Linked DNA regions of Mus musculus: all the other regions are linked to region 1. A link is a contact called in public Hi-C and promoter capture Hi-C data. All regions are on one chromosome and are shown on one strand. Each heading gives the region's core, a stretch centred on a gene start, on an enhancer-like site or on the middle of the called end of the contact. The rest is flanking DNA. Distances are from core to core; before and after follow the strand shown.

The links. Promoter capture Hi-C pulls out the DNA fragments that hold promoters and counts their contacts. A called contact is a pair of places that touch in the nucleus more often than the background predicts.
Region 2: a Hi-C map of CD8 T cells shows a contact between it and region 1, with 5 times the contacts expected there. The contact joins the promoter of Eif2a here to the promoter of Rfxap in region 1. A contact is called at or near these places in 1 of 39 promoter capture datasets (pre-B cells) and 1 of 484 Hi-C or Micro-C datasets (CD8 T cells).
Region 3: a contact with region 1 is called in a Hi-C map of CD4 T cells, with 4 times the contacts expected there. The contact joins the promoter of Tsc22d2 here to the promoter of Rfxap in region 1.
Region 4: a contact with region 1 is called in a promoter capture Hi-C map of pre-B cells. The contact joins the promoter of Noct here to the promoter of Rfxap in region 1. A contact is called at or near these places in 1 of 39 promoter capture datasets (pre-B cells) and 1 of 484 Hi-C or Micro-C datasets (CD4 T cells).

What each region holds. Positions count from the first base shown.
Region 1 is chr3:54,805,513-54,811,468 of GRCm38.p6, forward strand. It overlaps Rfxap (regulatory factor X-associated protein), which reads right to left and starts at 2,279. Exons shown (of 3, transcript NM_133231.2): 1 at 1,687-2,279. The coding sequence starts at 2,163. It also overlaps the pseudogene Gm10254.
Region 2 is chr3:58,523,229-58,529,184 of GRCm38.p6, forward strand. Eif2a (eukaryotic translation initiation factor 2A) reads left to right here and starts at 2,593. Exons shown (of 14, transcript NM_001005509.2): 1 at 2,593-2,858. The coding sequence starts at 2,831. Serp1 (stress-associated endoplasmic reticulum protein 1) reads right to left here and starts at 2,656. Exons shown (of 3, transcript NM_030685.3): 1 at 2,182-2,656; 2 at 1,855-1,930; 3 at 1-640. The coding sequence starts at 2,265. The coding sequence ends at 600.
Region 3 is chr3:58,412,455-58,418,410 of GRCm38.p6, forward strand. It overlaps Tsc22d2 (TSC22 domain family, member 2), which reads left to right and starts at 2,266. Exons shown (of 4, transcript NM_001081229.2): 1 at 2,266-5,159. The coding sequence starts at 3,235.
Region 4 is chr3:51,221,182-51,227,137 of GRCm38.p6, forward strand. Noct (nocturnin) reads left to right here and starts at 3,266. Exons shown (of 3, transcript NM_009834.2): 1 at 3,266-4,106. The coding sequence starts at 3,923.

The DNA.
Region 1 (5,956 bases), core at 1,029-3,528:
AGCAGGTATTTCAGTGATAATGAACATCTCTCTCTTTGATCTTTCTCCTTTTTTAGGTTCAGGTTCTGTGGAACTTTAGGAAGGCCTGTAGATAAGTCACAGGTACTGGCAGTCATTTCTAAGTAAATGCCCTCCTCCCTGCAGGCACCCTCCTCCCTGCAGGCTTCCCAATCTAGGATCTGCAGTCTCTTGCAAGGTCTCAAACTGAAGCTATTTGGGCAGAGGGGAAGTTTAAATACCTGTGGCCTGTTTTCACTGTTGCAAGAGAATGACAAGTGACACCGAAATCTCACACGGAGCAATCTTTAGTCCAAACAGTCTGCCTGCTTTTGGACAAAATAAATTAACTCAGAGGCAATCTACTGCTAATGAGATACTGGATTCATACCTGATTCACACCCACAAGAAGAGAGAGGCAGTAAAATACTGGTTACAGAAGCAAACAGCTTTCAGAGTAAACTGGGTGGAAGGGGCTAGAAATCACAGCTAAGAGGCCACCACTACAGAGCCAACAGGCAAATTCTGCAACAGCAACCTGTCCCCGAGACACTGAATCCCATTTCAAATTAGTAATGCTTAATCCCATATATGAATGAATCTAAACACTGAACTTCTCCTCACATAAAAGAATGCTGCTGAAGTTAAGTGAAACACTCTGCCTCTGGGAAAGCTTTGGCCTTTTATCTACTGGCTTCCGAGTTGTCTATTAAAACATCCGCGTCGCACCTTTATCGTGAGATGCTTAGCAAACTTTTGTTATAAGAAGGTTTCCATACATACATGTTTTAGGTCTCAAAATATTAAAAACTCTAAAAGAGGATTCTAGTATCACAAAAGCGAAGATTTTTTTCTTCTTCTAACTCTCCCCAGTTACCCTATTTATAGGACCGCTTCCTTTACATACACAGTACATGGAATGCTATAGCTGACTTGACTGTAGAGAACCTTATGTCTTCACAACTCCAGGCCTTGCACTGTGTAGGTAGGATAATGCTAATACCACAAAAATCAGACGTTTATAGTAGCAATAATTTTGAGTCATCTAGGCCAAACTTCCACAAATGTTAGAAGTTCCCCTTCAAAAGGAACTTCTGTGGTAAGGAGTCTTTCTACTTTTTACGGGTTTTGTTTTGTTTTTTAAACAGCTCTAATACTTAGGTGGACTTTGCTGGGTCTGAGCTGAAATGCACACCACTTATAATTTTCACCTAACCAAAATAAATCCGAAGAAACACTAATTGGGCATTATCTTAAGGGCAAAAGACGAGGGAGCCGAGACTTAAGGGAGATGAATAATGGACCTAAATACAGACAGCTAGCAGCAGAAGCCCAATTGCAGGGCACTGGCGTCTCTCTTCCAAGCTTGACTTGAATCAAGCAACCGAGCAACGCCCATGTGTGCTGTAAGTTACTACCCCACTGTCAATCCAACTTTTCTCAGGGGCCAGGGAGTCTAAGAAAAAAAAACAAAGTCACCAAAGTTACAGAAAACCAACAGGGTGTGTCAATGTGCCGGATGCCTCGGGGTAGACACTGGGAAGGGTTTACTAAGGAGAGGTGTAGATCACCTCCAAAGTGCCCATGTCAGCTGGAGCAGAGGATGAGCCCTTGGGGAGACCCTGAGTGTGTACCAAGTAGGTTGGCACCCATCTGCCCTGGCCCCGGGGCCCCGAGGAGCAAGCATACCTCCAGTTTGACGTTGCCTGTGCTGGCCGCGGACGGGCCGCCAGAGCCCAGTGCCTGGTCGCTCTTCTTCTTCTTGTACTTGTCCTTGTACATCTTGTTGCGGTGCTTCTTGCACATCCAGGGCTTGCGCTGCTTGGCCACCTGGCTGGTGGTCTCGCGGCAGCCCTCGTACGTGCAGGTCTTGGAGCCTCGCCTGCGCGCTGCGCCGCCACCCTCCGCGTCCTCGTCCTCCAGCTCCTCCGGGCTGGCCGCACTCTCGCCGCCGCCCGCCGGGTCCGATGTGTCCAGCAGGTCGGCGTCGTCGTCCCCCGCCTCGTCCTCGGCGTCTGCCGCCGCCTCACTCCCCGCCAGGCCCGGCCTCAGAGCGCCGTCCGCCTCGGCCTCGTCCTGCCGCATCACCAGCACCGTCACCGGAGGGGCCGTCCGGGGACTGGCGGTGCTCGGCCCCGAGCCCTCGGGCACAGCCTGCGCCTCCGTGCTGCCGCCCGAGCCCGGGTCCGCCACCGCGGCCCGTCAGCTCTTGAGAAACACAACCGTACTCGACAAGCGGCAGCCCGCCGCACGTCCCGGAGCCGAACCGCCAGCACTGCACTGCGCGTGCGCCGTAGCGGTCCGCGAGCCTCTGCTTGGGAACGGCGAGAGGGGCGGGGTTGAGCAGGTGCGAGACAGAACCGACTGCGCCTGCGCGGCGGCCATCCGCAAGCGATTCCTAGGTGCAGGCTGACCAAGAACCCGGCTGACAGCCGGTCGTGGTGGCGCATGCCTTTAATCCCAGCACTCGGGAGGCAGAGGCAGGCAAATTTCTGAGTTCGAGGCCAGCCTGGTCTACAAAGTGAGTTCCAGGACAGCCAGGGCTACACAGAGAAACCCTGTCTCCTTCCAGGCGGGGCGGAGCGGCTGACAGAAGTCCCGATTGCGCATGCGCAGCTGTCCTCCGCTCGCCTGGCGCTCACCAGTTGGAAAGACTGGAGAATGGAGACTGGAGGACGGCCAGGAGACACTTTCTGCCTGGACCCATCCTCCCTGACGGGTTCAAAACGCGTCTCTCCTGGAACGTCTCTGGATAGATTAGGTTCCCGAGAGGCCTGAAGAGGAGTTTGAAACAACTCGAGGAGGAAACGGTTTATTTGGCTAATGCATCCCAGTCAAGTCCCATGGGGACATGGAGGAAAGCTTGCTCACAAGCTCTGGTTCGCCTTAGGGTTTCTACCCAGTGCGGACGCTCCTGCCTTTTCTGACATTCCCAGTAATGAGATTGTTGACTCATGTGACAGTTCTGTTTTTATTTTCCCCACAAGCTGCTCTCTGTCTTCCATAGTGGGTGCTCGGGTTGGCGTTCACACTAGCAGTGTAGGAGAGGTCCCTTTTCCCGTATTCCCCCAACCCCCGCCAGTGCTCGATAGATATCTTATCTCTGATAATAACCGTTTCATCTGGGATGAGATAGATAACACTGTTCTTCAGGATTAGGGATGTATATTACATACACCTGTTGGTCTTTGCATGCTTTCCTTTGTGAACCAACTACATCGCCCATTTCAATAGGATTATTAGGTTATTATTATTGTTATTACTTATTTTTATTACGTTTGTTTGAATTCTTTTCTTTCTTTTTTGTTTGTTTTTGTTTTTTTGAGACAGACAGGGTTTCTCTGTATAGCCCTGGCTGTGCTGGAACTCACTCTGTAGACCAGGCTGGCCTCGAACTCAGAAATCCACTCAGAAATCCACCTGCCTCTGCCTTCCCAGTGCTGGGATTAAAGGCGTGCGCCACCACGCCCAGCCTTTGTTTGAATTCTTTATTTGTTTGTTTATTTATTTATTATATGCAAGTACACTGTAGCTGTCCTCAGACACTCCAGAAGAGGGAGTCAGATCTCCTTACGGATGGTTGTGAGCCACTATGTGGTACCTTTGGAAGAGCCGTCGGGTGCTCTTACCCACTGAGCCATCTCACCAGCAGACATTCTGATGTTAACTACTCATCAAATGTAGCTTGCAAACATTCTCTCCCATCTTCGACACGGTGGGAAGCATGGCAGTGTCCATGGTGCTGGAGAAGCGGAGAGTTCTACATCTTGTTCTAGGGCACACAGAAGACTCCCAGGCAGCTAGAAGAGTCTCAAAACCCAACCCCAAAGTGATGCACTTCCTCCAACAAGGCCACACCTTCTCCCACATAGCCACACCTCCCAGTAGTGCCATTCCCTGGGCCAAGCACAGTGAAACAACCACATGCACTAATCTTAGAGCTCACTGATTGGTTAGTTTGACAAACTCTGTAAATCCAGCAGTAGAACCTGCCCCATTCCTAGGGTTGCAGACATGTATGACCATGGTGGGCTTCCGAATGGGTGCTGGGATGAAATTGTGGTCCTCATTCTTGGAAGGCAGCATGTTACCCATTAAGCTTTCTCTCCAGTTCTCTCTCTCTCTCTCTCTCTCTCTCTCTCTCTCTCTCTCTCTCTCTCCCTCCCTCCCTCCCTCCCTCCCTCCCTCCCTCCCTCCCTCTCTCCCTCCCTCCATGTTTCTCTCTGTCTCTTTCTTAGTGAGGTCTTGGGAATAAAATGTATGTTATAATGCTTGCAAGGTAAACTCTTGAGCAAGGAAGCCACCTCTCCATCTTACTGTCACAGATTTTTACACAACTCTGTTTTATCTATCACGCACCTAGTTTATAAGATTACCTTTATCCTAGTATTGTTACAAAAAGGCTTCATTTTTTGTACCACTTACATTTATCTTTGATTGCAGGGTAATTCTGGATTTATGCCATTTAACTTTTTTTTTTTAAATCAAACTTGTTTATTGTTGCTTTTTGCCATCTGGTAGCATTTTACACACAGGCTTCGATCTTCAGAATACCCTGGATTCAGTAGAAAAACCTTTTAAATGAAGTTTTTTACAATAGAAACTTCTCAGCAGTCAAAATTTGGACTGTAAAAAAATACATGCAAAACATACTTTTCTGAAAACACTTAACTTTGAACAAAGCACCGAACTACACAAATGCAGAATGAAAACAGCATTTCAACTCCACCAAAAGTAGTCATCATAAAAGGTGTAAAAGTCACCTAACTTCACTAGGCACTGTTCACTTTTTAAACAGGAGACAATAGAAAATATTGTCCACAAACAATATCCCAGCTCTATGGCAGGTTTCAGAAAGTCTTCAACTTCATGCTTTAGTAGCGACAAGGTGAGTAGGATCGTGATCGAGAACGTGACCTGTATCCTCCACGACTGTAGTAAGGAGAAGATGACCGTCTTCTGTAAATCTGATCCCTGTCTTGAGCTGCTCTCCATCCACCTCCTCCACCACCTCCTCCTCTGTGTGATCTGCTGTAATAGCCCCCGCCATCATACCCCCGATCGTATCCTCTGTCATAATAGTCTCGGCGGCGAGAACTGCCATAAATGGCTCTCCCCATATAAATTCCTGGTGTTGGGGTATGGGGCCTTTTTGTTATAGAGAAATCGACTCTAATTCGACGCCCATCAAGCTCCATTCCATTGGCACGTTCTTTAGCTTCCTTGGCATCATCTACATTTTCAAAATATACAAAGGCAAATCCTCTTGAACGTCTAGATTGCTGGTCATATACAATAGACACATCAGCAATGGGGCCATATTTAGAGAACACTTCTCTTAGGTCTCTTTCTGTGGTGTATAAGCTCAACCCAAACACGCCAAGACAACAGTTGGGGTCAGGATTTGCCCGGTTCCCAACATGACGCCTTCGAGTAGACATGGGAGAATGGCTGTGGCTGTGGCGCCTGCGATAATCTCGGCTGTAAGACCTGCTCCGGGATCGTCTATGCGAGCGAGATCGTGATCGTGACCTTGTATAATGCCTTCTAGAACTTCTTCTGGATCTAGACCTAGATTCAGACCTGGACCTGGACTTTGATCTAGAACGCCTTGAGTCTTCCTTGGAGCGAGACCTTGCAGGTGTATGCCGTGCAGATTTCCCCGATCCGTGAGCACTTCCACTTCGGGAAGCAGAACGGGATTCCCGCTCGCCGTAGTTCTGCTCGCCGCTGTCGCTCATGACTCCGGGTCGCTGTCACCGCTACGGGCCTTTCCTGAAGCTGTCAAGCTCCCGCCTTCCTTACAGAGGCTCCACCGCAGCCTAGCGCGACGCCACACTTTTGCGAGGAGCTCGAAGCCGACACGCTCCGCACCGCCTCCGCACCGGTCTAACCGCCATTTAACTTTTAAGAATAATTGGTATTCATTGTTCTTCAACTGTTTGCTAGGACTCAGCAG
Region 2 (5,956 bases), core at 1,343-3,842, 3.7 Mb after region 1:
ACATTATCATTAGAAACAGATGCAGCTGTAAGCATCTTTACTTACAATATGCCCTAGAAGCTTTTAAAAAGTTTTAGGTGACAATGATTGTGGTAAAACTAAGCCGTGTAGGTGACCATTTAAAAGCACCTTATTATAGGACAGTTACATGTCCCTATAATGGAGTGTGCTTTCCAATTCAAGAGTAAAAAGGGCATAGCTATAGAAAACCATAAGATTCCAAAATTTAAGCTAATTGCATTTACACATTAGGGTTAACAAAATCTATACCCTGTCTACACAGATTTAATCTAATTAGTCATGTTTTAATAACCATATAAAACTCATTCTGTACTGAATAAGTATGGTCTACTACTGGAACTTAATAATCAAATTTTATTGCTTTATTCATGTGGTGCTTTTGCAAGGCACTGTGGCATGGACTAGCAAACCTGGAATGACTCTTGAAGACACCTTGGAATGACACATGAAGGCGGATATGAAAAGTCATTCTGAGGCAGGCCGATTTACTCAATGGTTTTTAACTAGGGCATCGAACATCAGGAATGAGTTCAAGTTAAAATTCACAGGAGAATGGAAAGATCTCAAGGTCAGTCACTTCACATGCCCATCCTGATACTTTGAATAATCTGGAAAATTGCTGTGAAGAGAAAGAGCAAATATTAAAACAAGTTGAAGAAAACAGGCCTCTCAACTAAAAGTCATCTATTTACAGCAGCTGCAGACTCCAGCGTGATCGTACAGTCAGTTACAAATGCTAATCTAACTTTACGCTAATAAAAAAGTGAAGCAGGTTTATCATAATTAAACAATTCAATGCCTTGAAGTGATTATTATCTCGTGGTACTGGGGATGGGACCCGGGGAGGGCCTGATGCATGATAGGTAAATACGCTGCAGCTGAGCTTCACATCGAACTCAAATTATTTCCTTAATTGCAGCTCCTTGACTTTTACCTATAAGATGTACAAGAGATATTCCAGATGTGAAATTATTTTAGCAATAACTTGAAAGCACCAAAACAAACACGTTTTTCCTACTATTAATTTATTTCCAACATATCCTTAAAGGCCTGGTTTCCTAACACATGCACATTTCTTCATTCTCACACAGCTGAAATTCAATAATCTTTTTGTGTTACATAAACTGGTTGGCTCTTGGCCACATATCAAGAAAGCTTCCGGTTGTTAAGTTTAGAAAAAAGGCAAAGTGAAATGTTAAATGAAAATCTCAGGAACTGTAGAATGCGGCAAATAAAAGCATCTGTCTCAATAACAGCAGCTTGTCTATTAAAGCAGCAGGCAGAGCAGGAGGACAGTCTGTAATACATCCATCCGCAGGGGCAAGAGTCTATCATCTTAAAACCAGGCTGTCTTAATAACTAATCTTACCTGAAAACACTTGTCTCATACATTAAATATCCCAGCAGGTATGTTTCCTCTACAGAAAATCAATTCTTTGTACTACCCTTACTTTATATACTTAGTTTTTGACATAGAGACCTTAGGTACTGGTATCGTTCAGTCCTGTTCTAGTATCCAGATGTTCACGATGTTCGCTAAGTTTTTTGCAACACTATCGATAATAAAGTTACAATGCAAATCAGAGATATTTGGTGCTTAATTTCTTCTAAGGGATCATTAGGAAGATCTAATTTCTCTCTCTCTCTCTTTTTGATCTTCAATGAGCATAAATCAAGGTAAGAGAAATTTCTGGGGCACCACCCTCTGTGGTACAAGTTATCCAGTTCACTAGAAACAATTCTCTTAGCAGGTGGGTTGAGAACCACGCGGGTAGGTAGGACTCGCCACTCATCCACGTCATTCCAAACCGCGAGAGCCCCCCAAACACTTACCAGAGCCACAGACAACAAAAATGAAGAGGGCCAATAACCAGGGTCCTACCGACGCCTTTTCTTCGGGGGCATTTCTCTGCAAAAAGAAAAAACCCGGTTTCAAATGCAGAGAAAGCACTCTCGGATCCCGGGCTCCCAAGGCCTGCACCCCAGGCCAGGTGGCCGGCCGGCCGACTCACAGATCTCTCCCCCCACCCCAGATTCCACCGCAGCGGGAGTCCGGAGTCAGGCGGGTCTGGGGAGAACTCGCCGCGGCCCCGGCCGGGCGCGGGGCGCGGGCCTCGGCTCCCGGCCACGACATGGAGCGGGGTGCCCACTTTCCCTTACCGAGGTCTTAGCGACGTTGCCGCGCTGAGTTATGTTCTTGCTGTGCTTCTCGTTGGCCATACGGATCCTCTGCTTGGCGACCATTTTCGCAGCGCCACCTGCCCCAAGAACCTCTCGGACTCGCTCGCTCGCCGGTCCCGGGCCACCGGGAGGGAGGCTCGGCTCTGATCGCGGTGCCTACGCCGTCTACAGCCACTGGGCCGGGACGCGGAGCGCTGGAACACCGGCAGCCGCCGATCGCGGCGGTCTGAGCAGCCTTTGGGGCGGCGTGCCGGGGAGAGCGGGCCGCAGGGCCGAGAGGCAAGAGTCCAACCACCGGACAGTGCAACCGGCAACCTCGAACTAGTTCGGGTTCGGCTGCCAACGTCAGCACTGGGCAGACCCCGCCCCGCGGAAGTGTGGACTCCGCCCGCTCCGGAGAGGGAGGGCGAGCGCCGGCCGCCACCGCAGCCAGGCTCTTCCCCGCTCCGGAAAACGAGGAGCCAGAGCTGCGCGTGCGCGCTCGGGAACCAGACGTGGATTGGCCCCGAGGCTGGCGGCGCCGGAAACACCGACTCGCAGACTTTGCGCTTGGGGAGACGTGTAGAGGCCGGGTTCGGCCTTTCTTGAACTCTCACCCCAGCGCGTGGGTTTCTCTTTCCGGGACAAGATGGCGCCGTCCACACCGCTGTTGACAGGTGAGTTCCAAAAGAGCGAGAGACTCTTCCTTTACGGTGATTTCTTTCTGTGTCTTCGCGCTGGAGAATTCCTTAGCAAGCCTTGGAAGTCCGTCTTGCCTTTCCTCCTGGAAGGACCAAACTGTCTTTTAGTTTATTTGGTAATAGCATCCCAATGGGAAGTGAAGTCTCCGTCCCCAGTAGTCCCTCCTCCCAGTTATCCATCCATCGTTCTTCATCTTCCATAGGAATAGACAGGTAACAGAAAGTATTAGTTTGATGTGTGACCTGTGGTCTGCAATGCCGGGTGTTGCTTGGACCCTTCTTAATAGAAGAAACAAGACTCTTCACACCGAATTCATCTGAACTTAAGTATTATTAAAAATTATATGCTCCCTTATTGTTATGAGGTTTGTGGGAGTTGATAGGGAGCAAGACATTGCTAGTGTAGGTTAGGTTTCATGCTGAAGATGTGGCTTAAGGTGGCGACAGTGAGCAGGATAATGATAGTCTAATGTTTTCGATTGAAACAGCTGTGAGACAGTATTTAAGAAGTAGAACATGAGAAGACGCTAGGAATTTAAAGCTGACACATATTGTGGTGCTTAAACAACAACAACAAACTTGGACAACACTGGGAAAGGTGCTATACTATGTTATGGCTTGGGTATGTAAGTTTGAATAAACAAAAGATTCAAGTAGAAAAGAAGTGGGAAAGAAAAAAATCGTTGATAACAATGTAAGAAGAAAGATAGCATCATTAGGACGAATGTCTTATTTTTGAGAATTGGAAGTTATGTCCTCCTGAGACACGGCAAAGCTTTTATACTTCTGCCAGTCTAGGAATATACATTTTTAAGAGCCATGCTTATCCTGTTCAGATAGACTATCATAATTTATTCGCCAGATAGTTATGAGGTGCTAGTTGCAATCTTCTAAACACTGCCAGATAGTTGAGATTGTTTTCTTTTGTTTAGATTATTTATTTATTTATTTATGCGTCTGTATCTGAGCGTGTGCACAGGAGTACAGGCCTTAAGAGGCCCAGAAGAGGGTGTGGGCTTCCCTGGGGCTGGAGTTAGAGTTGTGAGCCTCACCTTAGATGAGTGCTGAGAACTCTATTTATTTCTTCTTAAGAGAAGCAAGTACTCTTAATGCTGAGCCATCCTCCAGCCCCCTGACACTATTTAAATGGCATAATTATGTAATTCAATAAATTGCTTCTCTGTTACTTAAAAGCTTTACTACTAAATGAATATTTGAATTCGACCTAAAAATTAGTACATTAAAAAGGGATTGAAGTTCTGCCCTTTTGAGACAGTGTGAAGTCCATCCTGTTCAGCCCAGCATACGGATCACTATAATCTTAGTGGCACTAACCTTACTGCATTGGCATCGCGGCTTATTTTGTGTTCCATCAGTACTGAGTTGTTAAAGCCCTTTAAGTTCTTCTTCAGAATTATCCTCTTCTTTCTGTTGACTTGGCAAGCTACTTCCAAGCAATTTACCACACTTTCTGCACGGGCACGGTCGCTTTCTGAGCTATTTTTCACTCTTTTTTTTATGTATCACAAAGGAAATGCTCTATTTGTTCAACTATTTTCCTTCCCTGCTAGACTGCTAAATTATGATGTTTGGGGTAAAGTCTTATTCATCCTTGCCTTTTCAGTACCTAATGCAGAACCTACTAAATAGTAGACACTAAACATAGGAGAATTAACTCATGAAGAATAGATTGTATATAATCAAATTAACAAAGTAACAATTTTTTTCACAGGATTCTAGATTAGAGCCTTTGTTCTGACACTCTCTCATAGTATCATATTCTTAGATGCCCAAAGATTACTTGGCCAAATTTACATTACATATTTGCAGGGTTAGGATTATACCCAGGTATTCCATGGTCTATTTTCTACCAATAAAATATACTGTTTACTCTTTTAAACATTCTTTGTTTTAAGTTTTTAAATTCCTAAATCCTTAAATCTTACTTAATGTATACTTACTAGATCTATAGATCTGTGAATAATTGTTTATTGTTATAACTCTAAGTCGGAAATGAGAAAAGACCAAAACATGTGAAACTTGAGTTTTTAAACACTTGTTCTAAAAAGCTTTAGTGTTGATAAATTTAAGTATTTACATAACACTCCCCCCACCCCCAAATCTATTTCTGTATTTCCTGGTTCTTGCTTTTCTTTTATTAAAGGAGACAGATTTATCCTCAGGCAGATATTCAACCAGCTTAGTGACTCTAAAGAAAAGAGCTTTTCTTTGTTTGACCAGCATTCCCAACAGAAATCTCAGGCTCTTTCCTTTAGAGAGTGTGGCTGATACAGGTCTTATTTTTCCTCTTGTTGCTGTTTTTTTCTTACCAGTGTTATTTTGGAGTTTACTTTCTTCCCTAGTATGAAATAATAGATCTTAAATACAAATTGTGAGAAACCCCTTTTGGTGTCTAGAACATTCTGAGTTCCCATAATGTTGGCAGAAATGAACAAGACAGAGAATCTGTGCTGCCAATTAAAAGTGTCACTAGAGCTGGGGGAGGCTGCTAAAATACCGGTGGTTGAAGTGAGGTAAGAACAAGCTCCCCTCTTCTTTGTCCATCAGTGGAAGACCATGGACTTGGGTTAGCAGTGACAGCTTGATCACATTCACGTTTTATAGTTACGTAGCGGCGGCCTTATTAGGACTGTACTGACAGTTTGCCATTCTATTCTAGATTGGTATATAAATTCTAAGAAAGGTCGTAGTGTGTTAGATTCTGCTATACCTTTGTGGCCATGGCCTTAACACTGGCTAAATTTCTACATAATGTATAACTAAGGTATGATCTCAATAAACTCCCTCATTTGAAAATTTTATTTGTGGCTTATCCTTCTAGTGTTTGTTAAACATGTAACATGTATGATAGCCTTTAATGCCAGCACTTGAGGGCAGAGGTAGTCAGATTTCTGTGAGTTCAAGGTCAATCTGGTCTACTTAAGAAATTTCCAGGCCAGCAAAAGCTACATAATGAGATATTGATTTTTTTTAATTAATTCTAGCATTAAGACAATGTGGCCTATTCTAAATTGTAATGTATGTTATATACATTGCAGCAGTTGGATTGATTG
Region 3 (5,956 bases), core at 1,016-3,515, 3.6 Mb after region 1:
TTTTTTTTTTTTTTTTTTACCTAGGGTTTGCTTGCTTATTAAGAAACAGGGTATCAATGAGGTGGAGAGGTGACTGGCCTGAACTTCCCGGGCTCAAGTGATCCATCTGTCTCAACTTCACGAGTTCTACATTTTTTTTAAAGGGAAAATATACAAAAGTAGGATCTTTAAATGTTTGGAAAATGCTATTTTCAAGAAAACAGTTAAACACATACACACATTTCACGAAACATCTAAATATTCAAACTTTATAATCCTAAAATGTCTTGTTAACATTTTCTACTCCCTTTGTAGCAGAAATGTTGTTCCCATTTCTTCAAATTAGTTTTATGTTTACTTTCATGTCATGGTAGATTCCACCTGTTGTTAGAATGAACACTTACAGCCGGGCGTGGTGGCGCACGCCTTTAATCCCAGCACTTGGGAGGCAGAGGCAGGTGGATCTCTGAGTTCGAGGCCTGCCTGGTCTACAAAGTGAGTTCCAGGACAGCCAGGGCTATACAGAGAAACCCTGTCCCGAAAAAACAAAAAAAAAAAAAAAAAAACCAAAAAGAATGAACACTTACAGATTACTCTTCCCCCTTTAACGTGTGGCTGAAGAATACCACCCTAATAATCAGAAAAGGAAATTTAATAAGATAATGTAATGTCACGATCAAGCATGTGGTTTTTATTTTTCTGAAACTCCTATGGTCAACAATACCCACTGATAATTAATTTTAACATCAGCATTAAAATAATCTCTTATAAATTCACATTGGATTAACAAGCCAATTATTTCTACGTACTGTCTTGAGAAATTACTGAAATTATAGATTTAGAAATGAAGCATTCCCTCAGCTATCTCGGCCACAATAACACCAGCATGTAACACTTATTTTCTTTTTTCTTCTGCCCCCCTCAAGAAGCAGGGATGTTACTGTGAGGTATTGGTTTATATACTGACCTCTGTCACTTGGGTTTGAAGGACAGTTTCTATTGAGTTTAAAATATCTATCTCCATACATTACAGCTAAATACCTAGAAAGTGTTGTGTAAATTTTAATTTTCAATCCGTTTTTGGATCAAAGAGTTCTTTAAAGATTAGAGAACTGAGTAAACTACTTTAAACGAGTCAGCCTGATATGATCTCTAAAAGCTGCAACAAATCTGACATCTTAATTTCCAGCAAAACTTCTCAGATTTTAGCTAACTTAGAGTTGTTTTCATGTGTCAAGAGTTCAAGAGTGGTCGGTGTTTAAAATAACATCCTCACTCTCCCAATGTGGAGACACTTGCCAGCACTTGGGAGGCAGAGGCAGGAAGCTCACTACAAGTTCAAGGCCACTTTGGTTTAAGTAAGTAGCCTGGGCTACAAGAGGTCTCATAACAACAAGACTCGATTTTGATTGGGAAGTAGCTACAAGATGGAAAAATTCAGTGGCACTTTCAGAGCTGCTGTCTGACTTAGTAGTGGAAGAAAAAGGTATTCTCTTACTGTGCATGATCCAAAGCAAACCAAAGAACAACATGGCTCTAACAGGAGCCTTAGAACAATCAAAAGAGCTACACTTATTTAACACTGTAGGCTTTTCAACGTTGGAACCTATAAGCAGATTTCATGTTCAACGTCTCGAAAGTTTAAATGAACTCTTCCAGCCTTGAACCACAACAAGTGAAAATTTGGAATATGTTATTAACTCCTAATCTTTTTCGAAACCGACTTTACTTTGGGCAAGTAACCATCCCTGTCGCCGCCGCTTTTTATAGACAGAATTTCTGTCTGAAAGATCATCTTTCTAACTCAGTCTGGCTTGATGTTCTGTGTTAGTCACCCTCGTTTCTCTTAAATCTCACTTCTCCCACTATCCTAGTTAACATATATTTTCAGGACTTTTAACCCGGTTCGCTTTCTCCAGCTATGCACCTCTTCGGCAGCTGGATCGCCCTACTTTTTTCCCCTATCGCCCAGGTTCCTCTAAGACTATGCTAAACATTAGACCGAGCACATGACCTCCAGTCATCCAGGATCGCCACACGCCGGCCCTAAACCATGCGATGCCCCAGGCTTACAAATTAAAACCGTCTTCTGGCTTTTCCTCTCCTAGTGAACCTGCAGTGTGGAAATTTAAATTTAAAAATTTTTTAAATAAAAGAACCCGCTCCCTTTTCTCTACCCCCTTGGCCCCGCCCACGAACCCCCCTCAAGCCTCCACGCGAAGCCGCAGGAAACCGGAGGGGGCGGGGCGGTGACGTCACGACGCCGGCGCGTCACGGAACGGCGGCGGCTGCGGCGCTGGCGGTGGCTGCGGCAGCGGCGGCATTTTAGTCTGCGGCGGCAGCGGCTGCGGGGCTGCTGCTCCTCCCAGCATCCCTGGCGCGGCCATTTCAGCCCCATCTTGGCCGAGTGGAGGGAGCTGCAGCCGCTGCTTCAGCAGTTTGAATTTCTGTTTTGTTTTGTTTTGTTTTTTCCCTCCGGAGTCTCCGAGCCGGCCGCGCCGCGGAGAAGCGGAAGGCGCCGCCACCGGTTCCCCTCACGCCGCCGAGCACCTCCGCTCGCTTGCCGTTCCTTCAGCCGCCGCCGCCGCCCCTCACGCGCCTCAGAGCCGCGAGGAGGCCGGGCCCGCCGCCGCCGCGGGTGGCTCCCTGAGGGAGGCCAGACTGCCGGCCTTCCCCGCCCCCGAGCGGGCTTCCGCCGCCACCGCCGGCATGGCCCCCGGACTGCGCTCGGGCTAGAGCCCGGGACGGAGGGCTGCCTCCCGCCGCGGACCTCCAGCCCCGTCCGTCAGGAAGCGCCGGTCCCGGCCTCGCCGCTCCGCCTTCTTCCTCCGCGTCGCCGCGCGGGAGCAGCCGCGGGACCCGGCCAGGAGAGCCCGAGCGGGGCAGAACCGCCCCTCACGCCGCCGCCGCCGCCTCCTGCGCCCTGCGCTCCACCCCCAGCCGGGCCTGCTGACCGCGCCGAGCGCCGGGCTGGACTGACCGCGGAGGCTGAGCTGTTGGAGCAGCCGGCCCGCCCCTGGACCACGCTCGGGCCGTCGCTGAGGAGTTGAATTGAGGCACCCCTGCCGCGGGAGGTGAGGAGGGAGGAGGAGGATGTCGCGCCGAGACGCCGGCGCCCAGAGCAGCCCGTGACTTGGCGGCGTGGGCCGTAGACCCAGGCGCGAACTCGGACTTTGTCTTTGGGGGCCCGTGCTCGGCCCTTCTCGGTTTCCGGTGGGGTCCCAGAGGAGCCTCTGCCCTCCAGCCTCTTCCACCATGTCCAAGATGCCGGCCAAGAAGAAGAGCTGCTTCCAGATCACCAGTGTCACCACGGCTCAGGTGGCCACCAGCATCACCGAGGACACCGAGAGCCTGGACGACCCGGACGAGTCGCGCACGGAGGACGTGTCCTCCGAGATCTTCGACGTTTCCCGGGCCACGGATTACGGCCCGGAGGAGGTGTGCGAGCGTAGCTCCTCGGAAGAGACGCTCAACAATGTCGGGGATGCGGAAACTCCCGGGACCGTGTCCCCGAACCTCATCCTGGATGGGCAGCTGGCAGCCGCTTCAGCTGCGCCCGCCAACGGAGGCGGCGGTGGCGTGTCGGCCCGGAGCGTGGCGGGGGCACTCGCCCAGACCCTGGCGGCGGCCGCCGCTTCGGTGTCCACTCCTGGGCCGAGTAGTGCAACTCCATCTCAGCCCCCTGCCACTTGTAGTTCGCGTTTCCGCGTGATCAAACTAGACCACGGGAGCGGGGAGCCGTACCGGCGCGGCCGATGGACGTGTATGGAATACTACGAGCGGGATTCGGATAGCAGCGTCCTCACCAGGTCCGGGGATTGCATTAGACACAGCAATACTTTGGAGCAGACTGCGGAGCGGGACAGCGGCCTGGGAGCCACCGGAGGGTCGGTGGTGGTGGTGGTGGCCTCCATGCAGGGGGCGCACGGGCTGGACTCGGGAACTGACAGCTCCTTGACTGCTGTGTCACAGCTACCCCCGTCGGAGAAAATGAGCCAGCCCACTCTCGCCCAGCCGCAGAGTTTCAGCGTCGGGCAGCCGCAGCCTCCACCGCCCGTAGGTGGGGCTGTGGCTCCAAGTTCGGCGTCGCTGCCGCCGTTCCCGGGAGCGGCGACCGGGCCGCAGCCAATGACAGCAGCCGTTCAGCCAACCCAGCTCCAGGGAGCCGTGGCCGGAGGCGCCCTCCCCGGGCCTGTCGGTCAGGGGCTGCCGCCGCCGCCGAATGTCAACCTGGCGCAGCCTGTGGCCCTGGCAGCTCAGCCCGGCCCGGCCGGCGGCTCCTCGTTGTCACAGCAGTTCGCCTATCCCCAGCCTCAGATACCACCCGGGCATTTGTTGCCGATGCAGCCATCCGGCCAGAGTGAGTACCTGCCGCCGCACGTGGCCCTGCAGCCGCCAAGCCCTGCGCAGCCCTTGTCTACCAGCGCTAGCGCCACCTCTGCTTCCGCGGCCAGCTTTCCTCTGGGGTCTGGCCAGAGCGTCTCCTCCTTGGGTGCCCAGATGATGGGCGCCTCCGCCCAGCCCAGTGAAGCTGTGGCCCCGGGTCCGGTTCCTGTAGGCCAGGCCGCTCCTTGTCAGCCGGCCGGAGTGGCCCCAGCTGCTCTAGGAGGCGTGGTGCAGCCAGGCTCCGGGCTTACTGGGGTTGGGCAGCCCCAGCCCGTGCAGCCTCCGCAGCAGATGGGTGGCAGTGGTCAGCTGCCAGCCGTGCCTGGTGGTCCTCACACCGTGGTGCCCGGAGTTCCAAACGTGCCTGCAGCGGTACCCGTTCCAAGCGTGCCTAGTGTGCCCACCACTTCTGTTACTATGCCAAATGTACCCGCGCCTCTGGGCCAGTCTCAGCAGCTGAGCAGCCATACGCCAGTCAGCCGGAGCAGCAGCGTCATCCAGCAAGTTGGTTCACCCTTAGCTCAAGGCACACACAGTGCACCAACAAGTCTACCACAGTCTGACCTAAGCCAGTTTCAGACTCAGACCCAGCCTTTAGTCGGGCAAGTTGACGATACTAGAAGAAAATCAGAACCCCTACCTCAAGCACCACTTTCTCTCATTGCTGAAAGTAAGCCTGTTGTGAAGCCTCCAGTTGCAGATGCCCTGACAAACCCTCTTCAGTTAACACCTATGAACAGTCTGGCCACCTCTGTATTCAGCATAGCTATTCCTGTTGATGGTGATGAAGACAGGTATGTACATTTTTTTAAATTTTGAATATCTGATAGAGTTGCTTGCCCCAAATATCTTAAGATGCAGTTTGGGGAGTTTGTTTCCACTTAGGGTCTTTATTTTTAAAACTTAAATTTGGTAAAAATCAATTCAAAGTTTTGAAGTAAGGAGACAAAAGTCACGGGATTTTTGTTGTTGTTGTTTTGTTTTTGTTTTCTTTTTAAGCAATTAAATGGATAGTGATTCAACATGATTGATGTATTTCAGCTTAATAGTTTGAAGATGAGAGCTGGTATTGCCCCCCCCCCCTTCAGTAAGAAAGAGGGTCCCTTTCTAAGGTAGTAAATTACTTTTTAATGTTTATGGTAGAGTTTTGCCTGAGTTGGTAAGACTGAAAACCAGAAAGCCTTTTCCTGGGGGCAGGGAAGTGATGGAATAGAAGCAGTCTCCATCAGTGAATTTGGAAGACTGGAGAGAATGATAAAATGTGAAGTCTAGCTTTGACTATCCCTAAGTGAGTCTATAGAAGGGGGTCGTGAGAATTCCCAGTAACTTTTCAAAGATAATATTTTTGTTTAAGCAAAAGAGGAAAAAAAGCAAAGAAAAAGTACTGGGAAAATGGATGTTCTCCTATCAGTCTTTAGTGTAGGAAAGGGAGGTGTGGAATGCTTAAACAGTAGTAAAAACTAGAGTTTTGAAATGTCTGTAACCAACTCCCTCTACCTAGAGTGTAAGGATTGCTTTTTTAATAGTTTAGGTAAAAATTAGTGTATTACTACACTATTCAATAGTGGTGGTGTTTGGTTGTGGCCTACTT
Region 4 (5,956 bases), core at 2,016-4,515, 3.6 Mb before region 1:
TCCAGGAACCTCTGCTCTCACTATGCATATTTTTGTGTGTGATGCTCGGGGTCTTGTTCATGCTTCAACAGTACTCAACTTCAGAGCATCCTTCCCAATATGTGACTATGAACAACGACAACCACGGGACCGACACATCAGTACACAGTTGCCGCTCAGCTTAGTCTCTTCACTCTCGAGGTTGCTGATACAATGGCTTCTTCATGACATGGTAATATTTTCATATATGTACATGATGTATCCCATCATATCCACTCTTTCTCTGTTGTCTCTTGCCTCCTAATAACTGCTCCTTCTCCTGCCGTGTTTGTGTGCCTTTGTGGGTTCCACTGAGCCTCAGTAGGGTTGTTTACAGTAGCAACAGTTGCTTTGTTGCCAGAGCACAGGTGAGTGCCTCGCCAGGATTCTGAAGAAAATGTCACTCCCTACCCCCATCAACACCTAACTGCCTCTCTGTCCTAAATGAGGACTAGGACCTCCAAAGCCCCTTGAGTGTTGACTGGCCCTATCTTCTGCAAATAATCTGTGAGTTGCCAAAGTCGAACAACTATGTCATTCAAGGAGAGTTCCACATGCCCTCTCCCCTCACCCCCCCCCTGCCTCCCCCTTTTTTGAGACAGGGTTTCTCTGTGTAGCCCTGGCTGTCCTGGAGCTTGCTCTGTAAGCCAGGTGGCCTCAAACTCGCAGATTTCTATGCCTCCAAAGTGCCGGGATCAAAGGCGTGTGCCACCACGCCTGGCTACTCTTTGCTCTCTATCCATCTGCTAATGTCCCCTGAATGTTGGAGGACATGCGACAGCTGTCCTGTTTATGACTGGGCACTCAAGAGTCACTTAACCTCTGTACTTTTGATTAGTTATGAGTCTCTGCAGTCACCCGCTGACTACTGCAAAAAGAACCTCCTCTCAGCAAAGCTGACGGCAGCAGTAACGGGCAGGAACATTGCTATTTAGAAGGTAATTAGAAAGGCACATCATGTCCACTTATCAAAACAATGGAAGTAGCTTACCTACTGGACTCTACTTCAGGCTTTGGAACAGGTTCACAATAGCAGAAATGAATTCCCTCCTATCGGGCAGGCCTCGATGCCAATCAGAAAACGGTTGGCTACCCCTGTAACAGTCCTGACACGTTGTACCAAGAGGTTGTTGTCTGGTCAGTTGATGTTGCACATAGGGTCCACAGCAAAGGCTGTTGGTGACAAAGCTCCCCACTCCCCACCCCACCCCCACTCGCCCCTGCTCCAGCAGCCTATAGAATACCTTGTGTGCGCTAACTGGGAGGAACCTTCCAGTCCGGTTCCAGCTGGATCCCTCCATGTTCTGTGACTAACACATATGTCGACACTTCAGGGTCTTATCATTTATTTCTGGTAGGCAGCCAATAGCAGTGGCAATTGCCTGTAGTGTTTTAATGGCTTCAGGAGCTACTATATGTACAGTAGCCCATAGCTGGCACTGGGCGCTCTAATAGCCTATGGCTTGGGTGGGGAACAGCTTTATCTACCCAGGAAACTTCCACTCAAGCTACTTTTTTTAAAGATTTATTTATTATTATATCTAAGTACACTGTAGCTGTCTTCAGACACACCAGTAAAGGGCATCAGATCTCATTACGGATGGTTGTGAGCCACCATGTGGTTGCTGGGATTTGAACTCAGGACCTTCGGAAGAGCAGTCGGTGCTCTTAACCACTGAGCCATCTCTCCAGCCCTCAAACTACTTTTAAACTTGTTAATTAATTCGCTCATGGAGTATCTAATTTCCTTAAGGCTGTCTCATTCATTACAAGTTCTGGTTGACCCTCTCTGCTCCCTCTGCTGTGCTTTCTTGGCTACTGACAAACTGCTTACAGGAGTAAGAAAGGGAAGGGGGGGGAGAAAATGTGGTGTGTGGTGGGGGTTGGGGGAGGGAGGGAGTCAGCATCCATAGATCCATTACCTAAACTGTAAACCAACTGCTGTATTTTGTTCTATCTGCAAAGCACTTGCTACCTTCTTATGACCCTTTGCCTTGCCTAATGACTCATGGGCGATTGATTGCTGTACAGATAAGAAAACTGAGCCTCAGACGCTAATAATGACCAGCTAAGGAGTTCCTGGCCCCGATGCTGTCATCGGCTTGTCAGCTGATTCATCCGTATCCTGTGGGTGTTAGATGTTTTAGGCCAGGTCTGGAAAGCATTTTGAATCCTTGGTGACGATACTCATTCAAAGTTTCTTTTCCATTCCCGGTTAGGGTTAGTCACTCCTTACACAACCTACCTGAGGTATTTCTTCAACTCATTCTCTCCTGCTTCCCTCTCCGCCTCCCCCCACCCCTTCCCTCTCCATACCCCCTTAGGTGAGAATGTGAGTCTTGGGCCTCTCAAGTGCTGTGTAAGTGCTCCACCACTGAGCAACATCTCCAGCATTTTCCTGGAACATATGGCATCCGATTAAAACACAGCTCTGACCATATCCTAGCATCCCTGCAACAGAGCTGACAAAAATAAGGGTTTTCTCAAGAGAATGTGGGTGTGTGCATCTGACTCTCAGACTATTGAAACAATGGACCCCCCAAGAAATGGGAATTTCCTTCAGGAAACTCCTGCTGGGAAAAGGAAAAGGCCTTTGCTTGAGGGGGAATTCTTTCAGGAAGCGGGAATTCACACAGTTCTATCTAGTCAGATCGCTTTGACCCGGACTGCTGAGATGTGCATACCCCTGGCCTTCTATTTGAACTTTAATCTCATTTTGGGATCCCAGAGAGAGGTTAACTCTTCGTCCTTCTACCCCATGTGGGCATATTAAGTACATCTCCTTTTTTCAGTTTTGTTCGTTTGTATTCTTGTTGTTGTTTTGAGGGTTTTGTTTGTTTGGTGTTTTTCTGTTTCTTTGTTTTTATTTTGAGACAGAGCTTCACTGTGTAGCTCTGGCCGGCCGGATCTCTCCAGACCATGTTGAAGATCCGGGCCCCTGCCCCAGTGCTGAGATTAAAGGCGGTCGCCCTCACCGCCGCACCTGCTTTCCACTTTCAATTTGGCTTTTTCAGTGGTTTATTGGATGGATAATGCTTTAAATTCGGTAACAGTCCAAATTACGTCTGGCCCATCCCAAGCAGTTGTTTTGGGTTGGGGGGGGTTGTTTTGTTTTGTTTCCCCCCCCCCTCCCCAATTCCCTTAGCCTTCATTTTCCATAACTACAGTGCTGTCTCCCAGGTGTGACTTCCAGCCCTCCAATCAGGGCCCAGCTAGCTCCAAGGCCAATTCCACCAGACCTTCTGGCAGGACTGACGCTCAACGCCCTGCAGTCCGTTTCCGCCTCTCGTGCCTGAGGGGCGGATGCTTGTCGCAGCCGCCACACAAGTAGCCAGCGCGTCCTGGTGCCTAATCTCCTTCAGCACCGCGGAGCGTGGAGCCCACAGCTCGGGGAGGACGTTCTCCCAGACACGCGCTCGCACACACTCAGCGCTGGCACCAACCCGGGATTCCCAGCCTGTGGACGCTCCCATTGCAGCCGGCGGGAGGGGACAGAGGCTCCCGGAACGCCTCTCTAACGAATCCCCGCGGTGTCAGCCAGCCCCCAGCCTCCGCCCCGTGGGAGATCTACAGTCGCTGTCACTGATCCAGACGGTCCATTCTCGGCCGGAGCTGTCCGGGTCTGACTGCGCCCTGGTCGTGCGCGCGGATCCCCCCCTCTGCAGCCACCGCGTGGTAGCGCCCGCTCCGCCGCCGCTCGCCGGTTGCTCCCCGGCGCTAGCTCCCTCGCCTCAGTGAGCCGCCGCTGCTGCCGCCGCCGCGTCTGCCTCCCGGCACAGCTCGCCCGGTCGGCGCCGAGGGACGAGGAGGAAGGAACACCCCGCAGCGCAGCGGTCCCGCGCCACCCCCACCCCACCGTCGCCCGCCCAGCTCGGCCCGGCTCGTCAGCGCGGCGGCGCCCGGCATGTATCAGAGCCCGCGGCGGCTCTGCTCGGCCCTGCTGCTCAGGGACGCCCCCGGCCTGCGCCGCACACTCGTGCCCGGCCCGCGCCGAACGCTCGCCCCGCCGGTGCTCGGATCTCGGCCCAAGTCCCCGCAACTGCAGGCGGCGGCGGCCTCGGGCGCCGCGAGGTCGCGTCCCCGAACAGGTGAGCGGGAGCGCGGAATGAATGGGCGCCGCGGGCTGGTCCCCTGCGTTCACCCCGGCGTCGCGTCGGGAGGGAGGGAACGCCGCTCAGGGGGCCTCGCTTTCCGCGTTCGTGTCTGATCCCCCTGAATCCCCGGTGGCCACAGTGACCCCAGTCGCTAACGTTTTGCTTTACCCCTCACCCCCACCCCCCGATGCAGGGCGGTAACGCTTTGGTTGCAGACGGCTTGTGGACATCCTCATGAAGGGGAAAAAATATCTAAAAATGGCATGATCTTGGGTTTGCAGGGCCTACAGGCTCTGAATCTTCTCAAAGCCCTGGTAGTAATAGCACATGTTAACTCGTTACGCTCATTAATTTATTTATGTTTTGGAAGGGGGGGAGTCTTCCACTTCGTCTTAAATCCCTGGTAAATCAACCTTTCATGAAGTCAGTTCTGTACATCATCTTGTGTTTTTTAAGTGTCTCCTTTCTGCCTAAAAGCAGATTGCGACGGTCACAAACTACATATAAATCAAGTATGGCTTTTAAATGAGTAGTTTCTCCCTCAAATCTAGCAATTACTTAATGTAGGCGCTCCTTCAGAACCAGCAATTATTCCATAGTACTTTTCTAGAAAGTGTAATTTGGTTGTTACCTCAAATTAGGTTATTGCCGTCTAACATTCGGATGCAGTAACCATCCTTATTTTACTAGAGTACATTTTGAGAGAGTATTGGTTGAATTTAAGGACAGAGTGTACATTAGAACGTATAGGTTCCCTGTGGTTGTCTTTTGTTGCCTTTTTTTCCCCCCAAGACATGGCCATGGCTGTCCTAGACCTTGTCTATGTAGACCAGGCTGGGTTCGAATTTATAGAGATCCACCCGCCTCAGCCTACCGGATGCTGGGATTAAAGGCTAGCACGTGGCGCCAAGTTTCATGAGGCTTTCTTTAACGAGTTATCGCAGGGCAGTGGTGGCCCACGTCTTTAATCCCAGCACTTGGGAGGCAGAGGCAGGCAGATTTCTGAGTTCGAGGCCAGCCTGGTCTACAGAGTGAGTTCCAGGACAGCCAGGGCTATACAGAGACAGCTGTCTCAAAAAGGTAGGAAGGAAGGCAAGACTTTTGAAAGTCCAGGGTCGTGCCCCCACCTCAGGGTCTATAGAACCTTGGTGGGTTGTGGAATAACTGTTGGGATGGATAGCATCCCAGTAACACCATTTTCCTGTTGCTCGTCTCAAGGAGGAACATTGTTAGGTTTGGTGGTGGAAAGGTTGGCTGGTACCAGCCCCCTCCAACTCCTTCAGAAGCCGGATTTGTCATTAGGCACATCTGTGTGCACAGGTGGGTTATGTAGTTCAGAGCAAGGACAGCTGTGGTAATGGAGTCAAAGAGTTGGCAGTGTGAGGCTTCTGACCGATGTCTAATGCATTTCTTTAAAAGTTAATTGAAACCCCTTGGATTTATGGGTAAAAACCTATAGATGGAAGGAGGTAGGGTAGGGAAGTGGTAGACTGTGGGTTTTACAATAGGCCCTAGCAGCAAAGAAAGAAATTGCAGGCTTTTTTGTGGTACTTAAACTATCTTAGACAGCACAGGGTGTAGGCAGGTTTCCTGTTTCTTGCAGCTTTGGGGGAAAGATACAGTCATTGATTCGTTGCTCATTCTTATGCCGTGTCACTCACTGTAGAAGAGTCTGTAATATATTAAATTGATGAGTCTAAGCTTTAGGTTATTCAAAGAGCTTACTTCCCATTAGGAAGTGAGATTTGGGGCTAAGGAGATGGTGCAAATGGTGAAGATGCAGAAGACCTAAGTTCAGTCCACATGATGGAAGGAGAGAAATTAAGTCCTTCAAGGTGTTGCCA